Regions from separate parts of the Mus musculus genome. Here all the other regions are linked to region 4. A link is a contact called in public HiChIP or PLAC-seq and promoter capture Hi-C data. All regions are on one chromosome and are shown on one strand. The core of a region is the stretch at or near the end of the contact, and the rest is flanking DNA. Distances in the headings are between cores, read along the strand shown.

Evidence for each region. Promoter capture Hi-C pulls out the DNA fragments that hold promoters and counts their contacts. HiChIP or PLAC-seq counts read pairs in DNA pulled down with a chosen protein or histone mark.
Region 1: a contact with region 4 is called in an H3K4me3 HiChIP or PLAC-seq map of embryonic forebrain, with 9 times the contacts expected there. The contact joins the enhancer-like site here to the promoter of Basp1 in region 4. A contact is called at or near these places in 7 of 39 promoter capture datasets (3T3-L1-derived adipocytes, cranial neural crest, embryonic stem cells and 4 more), 2 of 484 Hi-C or Micro-C datasets (cerebellar granule neurons and cerebellum), 15 of 115 datasets of contacts at active chromatin or transcription factors (VIP interneurons, astrocytes, bone marrow-derived macrophages and 12 more) and 2 of 9 other capture datasets (embryonic stem cells and liver).
Region 2: an H3K4me3 HiChIP or PLAC-seq map of embryonic basal ganglia shows a contact between it and region 4, with 7 times the contacts expected there. The contact joins the enhancer-like site here to the promoter of Basp1 in region 4. A contact is called at or near these places in 6 of 39 promoter capture datasets (cranial neural crest, frontonasal cranial neural crest, liver and 3 more), 16 of 115 datasets of contacts at active chromatin or transcription factors (bone marrow-derived macrophages, craniofacial prominence, differentiating embryonic stem cells and 10 more) and 1 of 9 other capture datasets (embryonic stem cells).
Region 3: a promoter capture Hi-C map of liver shows a contact between it and region 4, with 2.0 times the contacts expected there. The contact joins the enhancer-like site here to the promoter of Basp1 in region 4. A contact is called at or near these places in 8 of 39 promoter capture datasets (the 3T3-L1 cell line, 3T3-L1-derived adipocytes, embryonic stem cells and 4 more), 20 of 484 Hi-C or Micro-C datasets (adipose-derived mesenchymal stem cells, brown adipocytes, cerebellar granule neurons and 13 more), 13 of 115 datasets of contacts at active chromatin or transcription factors (astrocytes, bone marrow-derived dendritic cells, bone marrow-derived macrophages and 7 more) and 4 of 9 other capture datasets (adipose tissue, embryonic stem cells, macrophages and 1 more).
Region 5: a contact with region 4 is called in an H3K4me3 HiChIP or PLAC-seq map of craniofacial prominence, with 5 times the contacts expected there. The contact joins the enhancer-like site here to the promoter of Basp1 in region 4. A contact is called at or near these places in 10 of 39 promoter capture datasets (the 3T3-L1 cell line, HPC-7-derived erythroid cells, cranial neural crest and 5 more), 3 of 484 Hi-C or Micro-C datasets (cerebral cortex, embryonic stem cells and uterus), 16 of 115 datasets of contacts at active chromatin or transcription factors (astrocytes, craniofacial prominence, differentiating embryonic stem cells and 10 more) and 2 of 9 other capture datasets (adipose tissue and embryonic stem cells).

The regions. Positions count from the first base shown.
Region 1 is chr15:24,875,055-24,877,754 of GRCm38.p6, reverse strand. No RefSeq gene overlaps it. Among named protein-coding and RNA genes, the nearest start is that of Gm22810, 56 kb to the right of the region's middle. Within about 2 kb of position 1,369, at least 14 of the 459 cell types and tissues checked have an H3K27ac peak or open chromatin away from gene starts, as enhancers often do. A contact at or near this core is called in VIP interneurons, cerebellum, embryonic basal ganglia and 1 more, where this site is marked.
Region 2 is chr15:24,565,725-24,568,424 of GRCm38.p6, reverse strand. No RefSeq gene overlaps it. Among named protein-coding and RNA genes, the nearest start is that of Gm35827, 160 kb to the left of the region's middle. Within about 2 kb of position 1,279, at least 33 of the 459 cell types and tissues checked have an H3K27ac peak or open chromatin away from gene starts, as enhancers often do. A contact at or near this core is called in embryonic basal ganglia, embryonic brain and neural tube, where this site is marked.
Region 3 is chr15:25,955,649-25,958,348 of GRCm38.p6, reverse strand. All of the region lies in intron 3 of Retreg1 (reticulophagy regulator 1), which reads right to left. Among named protein-coding and RNA genes, the nearest start is that of Mir7212, 8.8 kb to the right of the region's middle. Within about 2 kb of position 1,383, at least 65 of the 459 cell types and tissues checked have an H3K27ac peak or open chromatin away from gene starts, as enhancers often do. A contact at or near this core is called in embryonic fibroblasts, liver, muscle stem cells and 4 more, where this site is marked.
Region 4 is chr15:25,412,247-25,415,022 of GRCm38.p6, reverse strand. Basp1 (brain abundant, membrane attached signal protein 1) reads left to right here and starts at 1,259. Exons shown (of 2, transcript NM_027395.2): 1 at 1,259-1,471. It overlaps Gm48957 (predicted gene, 48957), which reads right to left and starts at 833. Exons shown (of 4, transcript NR_168943.1): 1 at 1-833.
Region 5 is chr15:24,785,131-24,787,830 of GRCm38.p6, reverse strand. No RefSeq gene overlaps it. Among named protein-coding and RNA genes, the nearest start is that of Gm22810, 34 kb to the left of the region's middle. Within about 2 kb of position 1,295, at least 1 of the 459 cell types and tissues checked has an H3K27ac peak or open chromatin away from gene starts, as enhancers often do. A contact at or near this core is called in craniofacial prominence, where this site is marked.

The sequences.
Region 1 (2,700 bases), core at 120-2,619, 540 kb after region 4:
CAATAAACTTAAGAGAGAGCATTGATATGGACAAAGCTGATTGGATGAGTATGTGAAAAAAAGAAGAAAGTTGTAATCTTACAGATCTCTCTCTCTGTTTCTGTGTGTGTGTGTGTGTGTGTGTGTGAGAGAGAGAGAGAGAGAGAGAGAGAGAGAGAAAAGGGGGCAGAGGAAGGGGTGAAAAGAGATATTTCAGTATCTATAGCTACATAATAATCTCTTTCATAGCTGTTTATTAAAATATACCAATTCCATATTAAGCATGACTGTATATATATATATATATATGTATGTATAAGTTTGTAGATTATAACTGATACCAATTAAGTTAAATAATTATGTTGGACAGAAAGATACTTTTTGCCAAAAAATTTAGAGATTATATTTAACAGAAATCGGTGAAAATATTAATTGGCAAATAGCCTGAAATTGCATGCATTTCAATTAGCTAGAATATAAATATTTAACATGAGGGAATATGTTTTCACAATAGGAAAATGTGGTTTGTTGAAAATAAAATGGTATTCCTGGGCTCTGAAATTGAAACTTATTCAGTTTACATGTAGACTACTTGTTAACGCAGACACATGTAGAGGTAAGTAGTCAAAATGAGGTAAATTTTAGTGAGAACCAAACACACAATCTACTCAGTCTCCTGCACTCACAAGGTTTCAAGGGATTTCACACACAATAAACCTTCTGTGCAGTTTTGAGATAGGAAATGCAGGGCAGCTACTGTTTCCATGATATACATATATGATTCACACAACGCCATCTGGCTTACCTGTGAACAACCAGGGAATCAATGCTTTCTGGATTCCAATCCTGTAGACTTCCTATCTGTAGACTAAATTTTGGGAGAGTGTCCTGTTTACTTAGATAATGCAAAGATAGCATAAAGTGCTAGGAACATTTTATATATATATATATGTATATTGGCTTTCAGATTTGTAGAAATTGTACCAAGTGCACTTTAAAATTAAAATTTATAATTTTTGAAAATCTCTCTCTCTCTTTCTCTTTCTCTCTCTCTCTCTCTCTCTCTCTCTCTCTCTCTCTCTCTCTCTCTCTGTGATATAGGTTTAAACGTAGTTTTCTGGTACATGCACATAGCTTTTGTGTGCTTGTCATGATTTATATGTGAATTACTGCATGCCTGCTGCTATGGTCTATAGGATTACTATTTCATGAGTGTGATCTCTCCACTTAACTAGGTGCTATTTATGGTTAGTAGTTCTTTGCTCCATCAATCCCAGACTACAGAGGAGCCCTTGTGGCACTGAAATCCTGTGCTACAGAAAAGATTGCACGGAGAACTGCAAAAAACAATTTCTCTGTAATAGCAGGATGCTTGCTGGTGGTGAACAGCTGCTAACCCAGCAGTGGTGGGACCTTCAGATGGCTGCTATGATTGTGTTCACAGCATGCTGAGACTTACTCAATTCTGTTTAAGCACAGTGAAGCCATAGCCCATTCTGCGGTCGTGTGCTGCCTTCATCCTAGTAAATAGAGATGCTTTCTTACGCAGGATGTTCTATGCTTCTGACAAATAAAAAAAAAATATGTTGTTCAATGCACAATATATGCTTTAACCATATTCCTTTCAGAAATTTGCACTTTGTAAATGATGACCAAGCATTCCTCCTGGCTGTCAACTCTTAATGGCTTCCTTTATATAAAATAACTGGATAGGCATTTGATTTTCAAAAAGATCAGCTAAGTAATCTACTGATAAAATATATCAAGATGTATTGTCTAAGAGAAGGGATGCCAGGATTTAATACTGCCTCTGTCTGTCCTTGGCAGAGTAGCGTCATGGCAAATGTGAACACAGGAGCAAGGGGGAGCCTAGATGTGTTCGTGATGTTTCTTTTGTTTTTTAAAAAAGGCTAGGTTTAAGAAACGTCCCACTAGGTGTTTTTCACAGTGGCACTGGTACCTGGGCCTCTAGAGTTTTAGACATAAGAGATGCTGTCCTTTATATTAAATTTCAAAATGGGAAAAATTTATCAAAAATTAAAAAAATAGAAGTTATGAGACTAGGATAAAGGCAAAAGGGATGCTTCAGCAATGCCACTCTAAAGTCTGGCCTAATTGGCTGTGCGGGTGAGCCACTCAGGTGGACCATCGAGCTGCACCAGTAGATTGTGTTCTTGTCTAAATTAGGTTTCAATGCCGCTAAGTACTTAATTAACTACATTTGTAGCATATAAAATGTATGGACCCTATTTCTAGTTAGTCTCCCACACTAAACTCATTTTAACATATGTTGAGGGTCCAACATTAAACACAATGTAAAAGGTCTCCATCCTGGAAAAACACTCTTTTTTACTACATGTGATGTGTACTTATCCAGAAAAACATAGAAATTTGTTAACTCAAAAGATACAGCCAATAAAGGATAAGAATCGTGTCACTTTGTTTTTATTGTCAAGTTGACACCACAGAGAGTCACCACTGAAAGGGAGACTCCAATTGTACAACTTCTTTGGTCATCTTGGCTTGTGGCCATGTTTGTGATAGAACGTCTTGATTGGTAATTTATGTGGGAGGGTCCAATCTGAGACAAGTGGCACCATCCCTTAGGTAAGCAGGTCTGGACTGTATAAGGAAGCAGAATGAGCATGTGCCAGGGAGCGAGCCAGTAAGCAGGGTTCCTCCGTGGGCTGCCTTGAAGTTTCTGATTGACTTGCTTCTCTG
Region 2 (2,700 bases), core at 30-2,529, 850 kb after region 4:
TCAGGGACATGAGGCAGGACTTTCAAGGAATTTGAATTTTATTTGACATTGACTGCTTCCATTCTGTGTTCAAGATTTATGAGTAAATTAGGAAGGGGACAAAATGAGGGGATGACTGACTTCTAGTTTTATATAACATACAATGTCTCTCTTAATAATGGTCTGCGACCTTTATTTTTGATTGTGTGCTTTCCTGGACTGAGAATTGCTAGTTTAGTTCTAGGAGTGCTGAAAGGGTGTTTGCAGAGAGTCCAGATCTGTTTAGTCGGTGGTTTTATCCATGGATGCATCCAAACTTTAAACAGGTGCAGTGGAAGAACCTGTATGTTTCTTCCTCCTGGTCCTGGTGGAGAAGTCACTAAGGACATGACTTTGGGTACAAAGTCTTACAGTGAGTGTCTCTCTCATCTCTGTTATCTGTTTTCTGGTTGCCATTGAAGTACTTTCTCTCCATCATTCGTTTCTGCCATGACTTTCTGCTTCACCACAGGCTAGGACACGACACAAGCCTAGGATAACTTGAGAACCTCTTAAACCATAAGCTAAAACAAGCTGTTCCCTTTCTTATGCTGTCTTTTTGAGTATTCAGTCAAAATGATGGATCAACCTAACCTATTTGTAAGGGTGTGCACAATACACAAAAATGCAGAATGGAGTTCCCACTACATGACATCTTTGACAAACTTGTTCTAATTTTTTTCATATCTCATTTTCAAGCTATGTTTCAAAAGTGTATTTGTTCAAGGAAAAAAGTCAATCCAATTAGGGAAAAATCTTAATGAGGTTGTCAGTGTAGTAGATGTTTTAGAGATTTGAAGCTCACGATAGCTTTATTTAAACACGACCTTAAGTAAAGCCATGGCTTTACATTTCCCTAGAACATACTAAATAAGCACTTAGTGAAATGACAAAAGTGTCTGTAATATTGCTTCATTTTCTATCCTTCTGTCTAGATCAGTGTTTATCAAGATGCATACATCCTATGTTAGGCAAGTGGTCTGTAACATCTCTGGATGTGAATTTGAGAAAACAATTGGAACTTATAGATTCCATCTATATCTTTGCCTTCCCTTTCAGGACCCATTCCTACTGACATTTGGGGACATGTTCACAGCTCAACTGACTACAAAAATAACACGTGCTGCCTGTGTGCAGGGCTCCTCCCAGCTCTCTTTCACTGAGAAGCCTGCATTTCCATGGAAACCAGATGGGCACAAAGGAAAGGATGAGTGCATGAAAATTCTGAGCTTTTGGAAACAAAGGCTGAACACAGACTAAGTGCCTCATTGGAATTCAGCCTAGGAGAAACCAGCACCAGCCCTGGCCTCAGACTGCTGAGGGCAGACGTGCTCCCCGCTGGCCTGAGTTCAGAAGAAACATATCTTCCACACAACACTTGTATTTTGAAGTACAGAAAAGCAACATTGGGAATCCAAGAACCTAGATCACTTCTCTTCTGCCAGTCTTCGGTGATTTGAAATTCATATTGGCATTCTACAACATGCAAAATCACAAGAAATTCTTTCAAATATTTATTCTTCCAAATGAATATTGGATCTTTTTTTTTTTAATTTTAGTGTAGGAGGATGCTACCTTGGAGTCCATAGGAAATACTGAACTAAGAATTCCTTATGATGGTTTCTAATCAAACAATGTATATTTATCAAATAGAAAATCTTGCCTTGTGAAATAAAAAAGGTGTTTATTCTATTCAAGAACCCCAAATCTAAAGTTCTAGTGAATAAAATTTACATTTCACTGCTCAAAACTCCCAATAGAAGTTTTTAAATTTAAACATACTGGCATGTAATATACTATTACACTCACACACACAAACACACACACACACATAGAGAGAGAGAGAGAGTTCAGTTTAGCTTTTAGAAAAAATTTCAGTCCTTATTATTGAGAAAATACACTGATAATTCTACTGCCTCGATGTTTTTCTCTGCCCATGTCTCCTACCCCTTGTTACACATGTGCCCTCATCATTTGCAGGAATATCACTAGCCTAGGTTGTGAACTGTAGATCTCAAAATAGTGAACGAAGATGTGGGCCTGAGTTTAATTCATTTATTGAGATAATTTTCTATTGTAACAGAAACAAGGATTGAAACTTTATCAAGTGGGTGACAGTATACACAGCACTGATCTATTTTCTGGATGTAGACTGAGCTATGGATGTGTGGGCAGTATTTTGTAACCAAAAGATTTAGAGATCTTTGCTATTAAGTAGCTGTCTACCATCCTACATGAATTAACCCAAAGTGTGGGGAACAAATGGCACAAATAGGATAGCTTCCTTGTGGGCAGAGGAATCTTAATGACGCTTAGTGGTAGATAGCTTCATCAGAAATCAGAGAACTCTGACTACAAAACCCACATCCTTAGTTGAGGAGCAGCTGGTTGCTACTAGAAGAAAATCACATTTCTAGTATGGTGTTGATGCTTGTCATCTGAGGCTTAAGAATCAATTATTATTAAGAAGTGAGCAAACACAGAAGTGGATGCTCACAGTCAACTATTGGATGGATCACAGAGCCCCCAATGGAGGAGCTAGAGAAAGTAACCAAGGAGCTAAAGGGATCTGCAACCCTATAGGTGGAACAACATTATGAACTAACCAGTACCCCCTGGAGCTCGTGTCTCTAGCTGCATATATATCAGAAGATGGCCTAATCAAACAATGATCCTAGTCAG
Region 3 (2,700 bases), core at 134-2,633, 540 kb before region 4:
CCTTTTCATAAAGCTGTTTTTCAGTTTTATTTCTGCCATTTGTAACAAAATAAAGAACTAACACATTTTAAGCTAAAATAACTGAAAACTATACATTTTAAATTATGAGGCAGACAATTATTAAAAATAATTGTAGAATAAGATTACACAGATTAGCAAGACTTTTTATTTAGGTAACTTTTTTTTTAAGTTGAAAAGAGCCAGGGAGATTGAATAATGATTCAGATAAACAGAGAAACCCATTTCAAGTCCAGAGTGTCATGAGCAGACAACACCTTCCAGGGGACAGGGACTCTTCCGACACTTAGAAACTCAATAACCTCATTTTAGTGATCATGTCTGATTTATTATATTCCAGGTTACTGCCGAGGAAGTTGAAGTCTAGATTCTTTATCTGTGTGGCTCAAGGTCACATGGAACAGGAGTGACCGGCACAGGAAGTACACGGTCCACACTGGAACATACAGATCACTTCAGAGACGAATGGCAGAGGGCATCCATCCCTAACTACGACGAAATGAGTCAAAATAGAGACAGGTAAAGAGCAGCCCTGGTTCTAGGCCAAACTTGGGCCTCTTCTCTCTTTCAAGCACAGTAGCAGTTTCTATGCAGTTCCCAGTAGCCATCCTACAGTCTGGGGCCAGCTGCTCAGACTAAATTATATCCTTCTGTATAATGACGGACGGCCCTGACTGCGGTCTGCTAAGGGCTTCATCGGCAAGCACTGTCTCAGATCATCACTACGTGATCCTTGTTCTCTCAACAAGTCACCACAGCACCCTGCGAGTCAGGACTGGTGTGCCAGTCTCCATTTTACCCCCAGAGAAAATGGGGCTCAGGAGATCTGTTACTGGAAGCCATGCTTTTTCTATTGTCTTCATGCAGAAATTCCACTGTGATGGTTTATGATCCTTGTAATGCTCACTCCCCATTGGATTTTAAATCACATTAAAAATGTTGTGGACTCTCTTCTGAGCTCTCTGAGACAAGCAGAAAGGCCTGGGGACAGAGCTCGCTTGTTCCAGTGCTTGCCTCACACACACTTCTCTGGTAACTTTGTAGATTTTCCATAGTCATGTGTGAATTCGTGATCCAATAATCACATTCAAACATACTTAGAAGATTCCTGGCAGAGCACTATGGGAGACTGTTTCACAGTGTGATTTTATTAGAGATAGGAAGTATACATAAATCGAAGCTAAACAGTATTTTTCAGAAAGTTAGCCATGTCATCGTCCAATGTAACAAGCTTTTAAAAAAAGATTTGTAATAACTTGTCACCTAGCAACTGTGACAAACAGCTGGTGCAGCCCTCACACCTATAAATACGTTTTGGCCTAGAGACCTTTCATTCTCAGCGAGTGACTCAGGGTCTCATGCTCACTGCTGGTGACCATCTGTTGATGCTAATTCCTGTTGAATTTTTCTTAGAAAGGTCAGTCAATATCTGGTTACACACTTTACCATTTCTTAGTGTAACGTGTCGGAATTTTTTCTTAATCCCCTGGAGACTTGCTATGCCCTCTATGAGTGAATATGTGTAGGGAGAGGAACAAAATAAGGACAGGGAAATGTCTCTCTCCACACACAGAATTAGAGCCATGACGAAGCAAATGGGATGTGTCAACTGGAGGATTAAACAAGCAAGCAAGAGATTAAACAATTACAGAGTGCTCAGAGCGGTCTCTCACTTTCTCAGACCAATTAGGCAAGGAGCACCTTCTCCCAGGGACAGGGACAAAGAGGCGCCAGCTCCGTGCCTGTTTTTCTTACCCACAGAAGCTGAGCCCCACCTTCTTTGGGCAACTTAGTGTTCTGTTTAGACCCCTCATACACGAACACGCACACAAACATGTACACTTACACACAATCATGCATGCATGCACACACACCCCTCCCTCCCTCCCTCCCTCCCTCCCTCCCTCCCTCCCTCCCTCCCTCCCTCCCTAGTTTGAAAAGGAACAGGAATTGGCCAGTCCTTGAGACTGTCCTTCCCCCATGTATCTCAAACTAAGCAGTGCCACTTTGGGACAGGGAGACACGATTATCTAATCCACCATCTAGAAGGATGCTTTCTTCTGCTAGCTGGGAGATTCTTTTGACGTGCCTGAGGATAAGACACCAGCCATTTTCAACTTTTCTGCCTTTGTTAGTGTCTAATAACTAGGCTCTATAAGACAAGGTCCCAAGCAAGGAAATGACCTTCCCAAGTATAAGGCAAGCAAGCACTCAATGGAGACATGTGGAAGACTAAGAGGCCCGTCCTTCTTGAATACCAACGCCAAGATTTGATTCAATCACTTCCCTGTCTGTCCCGAAGCAGGAAAAGACTTCCACTCTATCCTCAAAGGGCAGATAAAAATCAGAGTCAAGAACCAGGCTTCACGGAAAGCAACCTGTTATTGTGGAGGGAGTATGCCAACTTCGAATTCTATTTGATCTGTAGTTTCCAGCAAATTACAGTCCAGGATTTATTGCACTTGGGCTCAGAAGTAAATGTCCATTCCCTGGTTTTTGGATCTTAGGTTTAGAGGTATGAAACTGGTGACAATTTTTTTTTAAAAGAATATGTTTCTTAGAATTGAAAAACGATCAATGGACAACATAATTCCTGATTTTGCTCTTTAGAGATTAGACTAATGACACTGGGTCTGAGCCCAAACTGACAGAATTGCCGAGTCATTCCAACTTGTGTCTAAT
Region 4 (2,776 bases), core at 10-2,509:
CCCCCCCCCCTCCGCTATTCTTTCAGGACGAAGCAGAACAAGCAAGCCACCCTGATAAAGCCAGAGGGCGCCAAAGTGCCGCGAACGGAACTTCCAGGGCTCAATGGGTTTGCGGGATGGTAAAATTGGCTTTTGTCTGAAGAAAGAGCTGTGGTTCTAGAAGATGTCACCATGTGTTAGTTTCCAAATTTAAATTTTTATTTTGCATTTTATTTTTGCCAACAGGTAAGCATAGCGAGCATATCTCCTAACCGTGGTGGCTATTGTGTGTCGCGGTGCTACCCAAAGTGCTCGTCGACCAGGACACGAGGACTTGGCGCGGATGGCCACAGCCTGGCTGGGCGCGCTTCTGAGTAGCATCTTAAGCAGCCGAGAGCTGGTGACTTCCATGAAAGCACAGGCACAAAAAGTCGAAGCCCCTTTTCCTAGGGTGCATTTCTTCCTTTCTTTCTCTCCGAAGTCGGGAGAACGTACCCTGAGGCGGTGCCGCCCACCCTTCCAACCCAGACCTGAGCTCTGGGCGGTGGCGCCTTGCAAAGCTGGAGCCTCCTGGTCGGGCCCCGAGGGCGAGCATATGCCGGAGGCGTCCCAGATGCTTGCCTTGGGGGACACCCTAAAACCAGCGGATATCTGTCTTGATGGTTTCAAGGGAGGCATCGCATCTTCCCCAGGCTCACTGCCTACGTGATAGCAGAATCTAAGCCCGTCGTCTGGAGCGGGGCTGGATTGGGGTGCAGAGAAAGCTGGTTGCGGCGGGGGCGTAGTTCATCAGCCCCTTAAGTCTGAGCGAGAGCCTGAGCTACTTATTCAATGCTTTCAAATAAAATGTGTGCGAGACAGAGAGAGGAGAGAAATCCACAGACAGTCCCGCCGGGGGTGGGGGTGGGGGTGGGGTGGGGGGGGAATGGAGGGGCGTGTAAGGAGGGAATAGGAGGAGGGGGGCTGACAGAGACTGTTGGGGAGGCGGGTAAGGGATCTGGATGTGGAGAGCAGTGGGTGGGGGTGACTGTGCGGGTGTGGTGACGGGGGGGGGGCGCTGGATCACGGGGCGTCTCGGGGCGCAGTGGCTGCTGGTGGAGAGAAGTTGGGGGACCCCCTCCTGGGTGGCGGGGCGCGAAAGGAGCGGGAGGGGTGCGGGCCGCGGGCTGGGAGAGGAGGGGCGGGCGCGAGGCGGGCGGGGTCGGCGAGCGGAGGAGCTGGGCGGGCGGACGCGCGGGGGGGAGGGCGCTGGGCAGGAAGGGGAGGGGGAGCGATCGAGAAATGCAGAGGCTGCAGCGGCGGCGGCAGTAGCGGCAGCGGCGACGGCGGTGGCGGCAGCGCTCCAACTCGCTCCACGCTCCGGGCTCCGCCGTCGAGCCGGGAGAGAGAGAGCCTTTGCTGAGCGACCAGCCACCCGGCCGGACGACACCAGCCACCCGGGCCCCTTGGAGGCACCGCGCTCACCCAGGGCCGCCACAGGCACCCAAAGCCGGTAAGGAGGCGCGCCGTGGGTCCCTAAGGCCACCGCGGACTCCGGGCCACCGGTTCCCCAGGGCCCCGCCCCACCCCGAAGCCTAGGGTTCTCCAACGGTGCAGCCGGGGTGCGGCCGGGTGTAGACACAGTGGGCATGGGATTCCTCTATGTGGGTTCTGTCGCATTTGGAAATCCAAGGTGATGCTCTCCCCCAGGTGGACAGCTTCGGCCTTTCGTAGGGTGGGGGACTTGGAGGGGGTGGCGGCGAGGCGGACGAACCGAGTTCGGGAGGGAGGGGGTGGAGGGTGGGGAGCCGCTGGTGACAGCACCGAGACCACTGGCCACGGTTCTGTGGGCTGAACCCAGCCTTCTGTCAGCGGAACCCGCACAGCCACGGAGAAGGCGCTCGGTGTGAGGGGCGCAGTAACAGAAGATGGAGGATGGGGGTGGGGTGGGGTGGGGAGGGAGAAAGAAGACGCGGAATCTGGTCAGATCGGAAGGGGCGGGGGTGGCTTGGCCCTCGGGACTCCTGGATCTTGGTTTAGGGTAACCGAGGAACACGAGGTTCGGAAGGCGGTGTGCACGTCCGGGGCAGATTAAAGCCCCCAGCCTGGTCTGCGGCTGAGCTGTCTTCCCACTAACCTGTGGACGTCGCCAGCATTTTATTTTATTTTTTGAGCCTTGCGCTCAGAGAGCGGGCCGCGCGCCTCCACCGCCGCCCCAGCCTGGGGGAAGGAGGGGTGGCGTGTGGGCTTGAACCTGACAGCCCGCGGCCCGAGCGGGCTCAACCCTTCTGCAAGCCAAGATTTCTGTAGATTTTTTCCCCCGTAGCTCAAACGCTACAACCCAACGTCTGGTTCCCGCTTCCCCACACCATTAAAAGAAAAAAAAAAAAAAAAACCAGAATCCCTGGATCGGATGGCACACAATGCGTGGCTGGGGACCGCATTCTTTTCATGAATATTCATCGAACGCTTGGCCCTGTTCCTAATCTGCTTCCCCCCGAGACGTTTCCGCCTTGGAGCGAACTCGGTGGACGGCCTCTGCCCCAGTGATTTTCACGCTGTTCAAAGGAGCACAGCGCACATGGGTGCGATTTCAGGATTTTGCACGGGAGCTGACACACCTCTGTCTTGGCCGAGACCACTGGCCACTTACGTGGCGGGCTAGAATAAAACACGAGTATCAAGGGGACTGCTGCTGGGGTGTGGATTAACCCCTACCCCTGGGAATATACCAAGGGCTCACAGACCTCCGGTACTGCAGGCAAAATGAATGAATCGGGACTGTAATTACCTATTCCTTTGTCTTGGCCTCGCGCAT
Region 5 (2,700 bases), core at 46-2,545, 630 kb after region 4:
AAGTTCTTGTGTTCATTTTTGTATATGGGCCAGAGAAATAAACATAAAAGTTAAGCCTCATTTGTATAATAGTCAATAATTTCTATAGAGAAACATCATTATAAACACTAACAACAAATTGTTACAGCATTTTGAAGAGCTTGGCTCAGTTAATATTTTACAGGTGTTAGTAATATATGGTAAAAGGGAAATAAATACAATAAAATAATGAAATGAAATACAGAAAAAATAGATGCAAAAAAAAAAAAAAAAAAACTACAAGAACCTTGCTATAGCAAAGCTCAGCCTCTCTGTATTTCAATACCTAACACATACTCTCTCTTCTTTGGCCTCAATTATGGACAGCTGTCATTGTCCGAGTTTGCAGAAAAGGTGAAATATTGATGCTCTATCTTTGGATTCTGAAAATTCTGCATTGAATTTCTGGTCTTTACGTAGTCTAATACACACTGGTTTTAAAAATGATGATTTAATTACAATGCTATATTATTATTATATTATTATTATTATTCCACTAATTAACATTTTCTCTGAACTCTCAGCTTAGATATGGAAAGTATAAAATCAGTGTTTTCTATTTCTCTAATTTCTTTGCTAGCAATTTTTTAAAAGAAAATATCTAATACAAATAAAATTTAAAAGTTTTTAAAAATTAATTCTTGCTGACAGTACCAATAAAGATATCACCATCACTTTTATTGCTACACTATTTAGGCAAGAATTGAGTATTAAGATTTTTTTTTAAAAAAGCATCACAAATATTGACTAAAAGTCTGGACAAGTGTATTGTTCAGTGGTTAGGAACATAGACTGTTCTTTCAGGGTCCAGAGTTCTATTTCCAAAACTGACATTGTGGAACACAGCCATCTGTATCTCAAGTTCCAGGGGATTTGATACCTTCTGACCACCACGGGTTCTAGGTATCCACGTGGGACACAAATATACATTCAGGTAAAACTCCCATATGTAGACAATAAGTCTAAAAATATTGACTATGAAAATGGTTCTACTGAAAGAATATACTATAAGAACAATTTTGGGTAACCAGTACCATTTAAAAATCAAACGTGATCAACGCCTACATGCAAGATGTATGTTGAGACAGGAATGATGCTGAATCATTCCTACTGCACCCAATCGTATAAAGAGATGAATAGAGTCTCAAGTTGGAGGAGTCTAAGTTCTTAACAATACAAAGCCTGAAACTTAATTCTCAGGCTAAACTCTGGCTCAGGGAAGTGATACATGCCAAAGACTACATCAAAGTCAAGCATGAATTATTAGACACAGATGTGAATCAAGAGAAGAAGAGCAGCTGCTCTCCCCTCGTCCTGGCCCAGGCAAGGCTTTGGCAGTATGACATTTTCCCGTTGTTGGAATTGTATAAAAGGAACCCCAGAAGGCAAATGATCCTAATGTATAACTTCTTGATAGATGGTTTCTACAAGTGGATTTTCTGCCCTTGATTAACAGTGCAGCCTGCAACAAGGCATCATTTGAGACATTCTTGGAAATAAGGCTCATGTTTCAGTATTTTAGGTAATTTTCATGACATTTCTAATGGCTGATTTTTCTAAAAGATGTCAAAATTTGAGGACAGGAATACCTCACCTCAAACTTCAACTTTAGCACTTTCTACTATATTTGCCTATAAGGAGTATAGACTCTATAAACATTAGTTTTTTTTTCTATATCTAAGAGATAATAAAACAGGTTATTCTTCAAAGACTAACTGTGATGGTGATTTGTGATGAAGAACAAATCAGATAATGGACCCAAACCCTTAGAATGTTCAAAATGTCCCTTCTTTCCAAAATGAAGGAAAAGAAACATCTCTAACTATAAATTGTAGCCCTTTTACTACTAGTTTAGTTTAGTTAGGGAAATTGGGGAGCCAGTCTGGAAATCTATTGGAGTGCAAACTTCCTAGAATCTATAAGGGTGACCCTAGTGAGGACTCCTAATAGTGGAGGATACCAAGTCATTTTTATAGCCAGGCAAGGCTTCCAGTGGTGGGACTGGGTTTCATTCAGTTGAGTTGTTGGCTGAGGGAGTCCTGTAGAGACCCCTAAGGAATTCAGGCCAATGCTAGGACAGAGGGTCACTCTCTGAAAAATGACCATGGTGCCCCATTGCTAAGAACAACATCCACACAGCTCATTAATCATAGAGAGGTTGAGCTGGTTCCTGCATGGAGACTTCCCCCTTACCTTCTAGGCTCCTTGGTAAAAGAAGAAGGTCCTTTGCAGGCTACAGAAAGAGAAATTTGGACACCAACCCAGCCACAAAACCCTCGACCTGCTACCTGTCCTGCCTGCAAGATATTCTGGGACAAAGGTGTCATAGAACTTGTGGGACTGGCCTATTAAACATTGCTTTAATTTGAGGCCCACTCCATGAAAGGGAGCCCAGACCTAGCACTGCAGGCATGACCAGGGACTGAAGACTGGATAGCCAAACACCAAACACCACAGGCAAAGCCAAACCAAACCAAACCAAACCAAACCAAACCCAACAACAAGTGACAAACTAACATAAAACAAAACAAGACAAGACAAAACAAAACAAAACACCTTTTTAGAGATACTCTGCTATAATTATAGATCAGTCCAGCTGTCACTAGAGAGGCATCCTCTGGCAGCATATTCGAGTGTGTATAGAGATCCATATCCAGGCAAGAGAGAGAGAGAGAGAGAGAG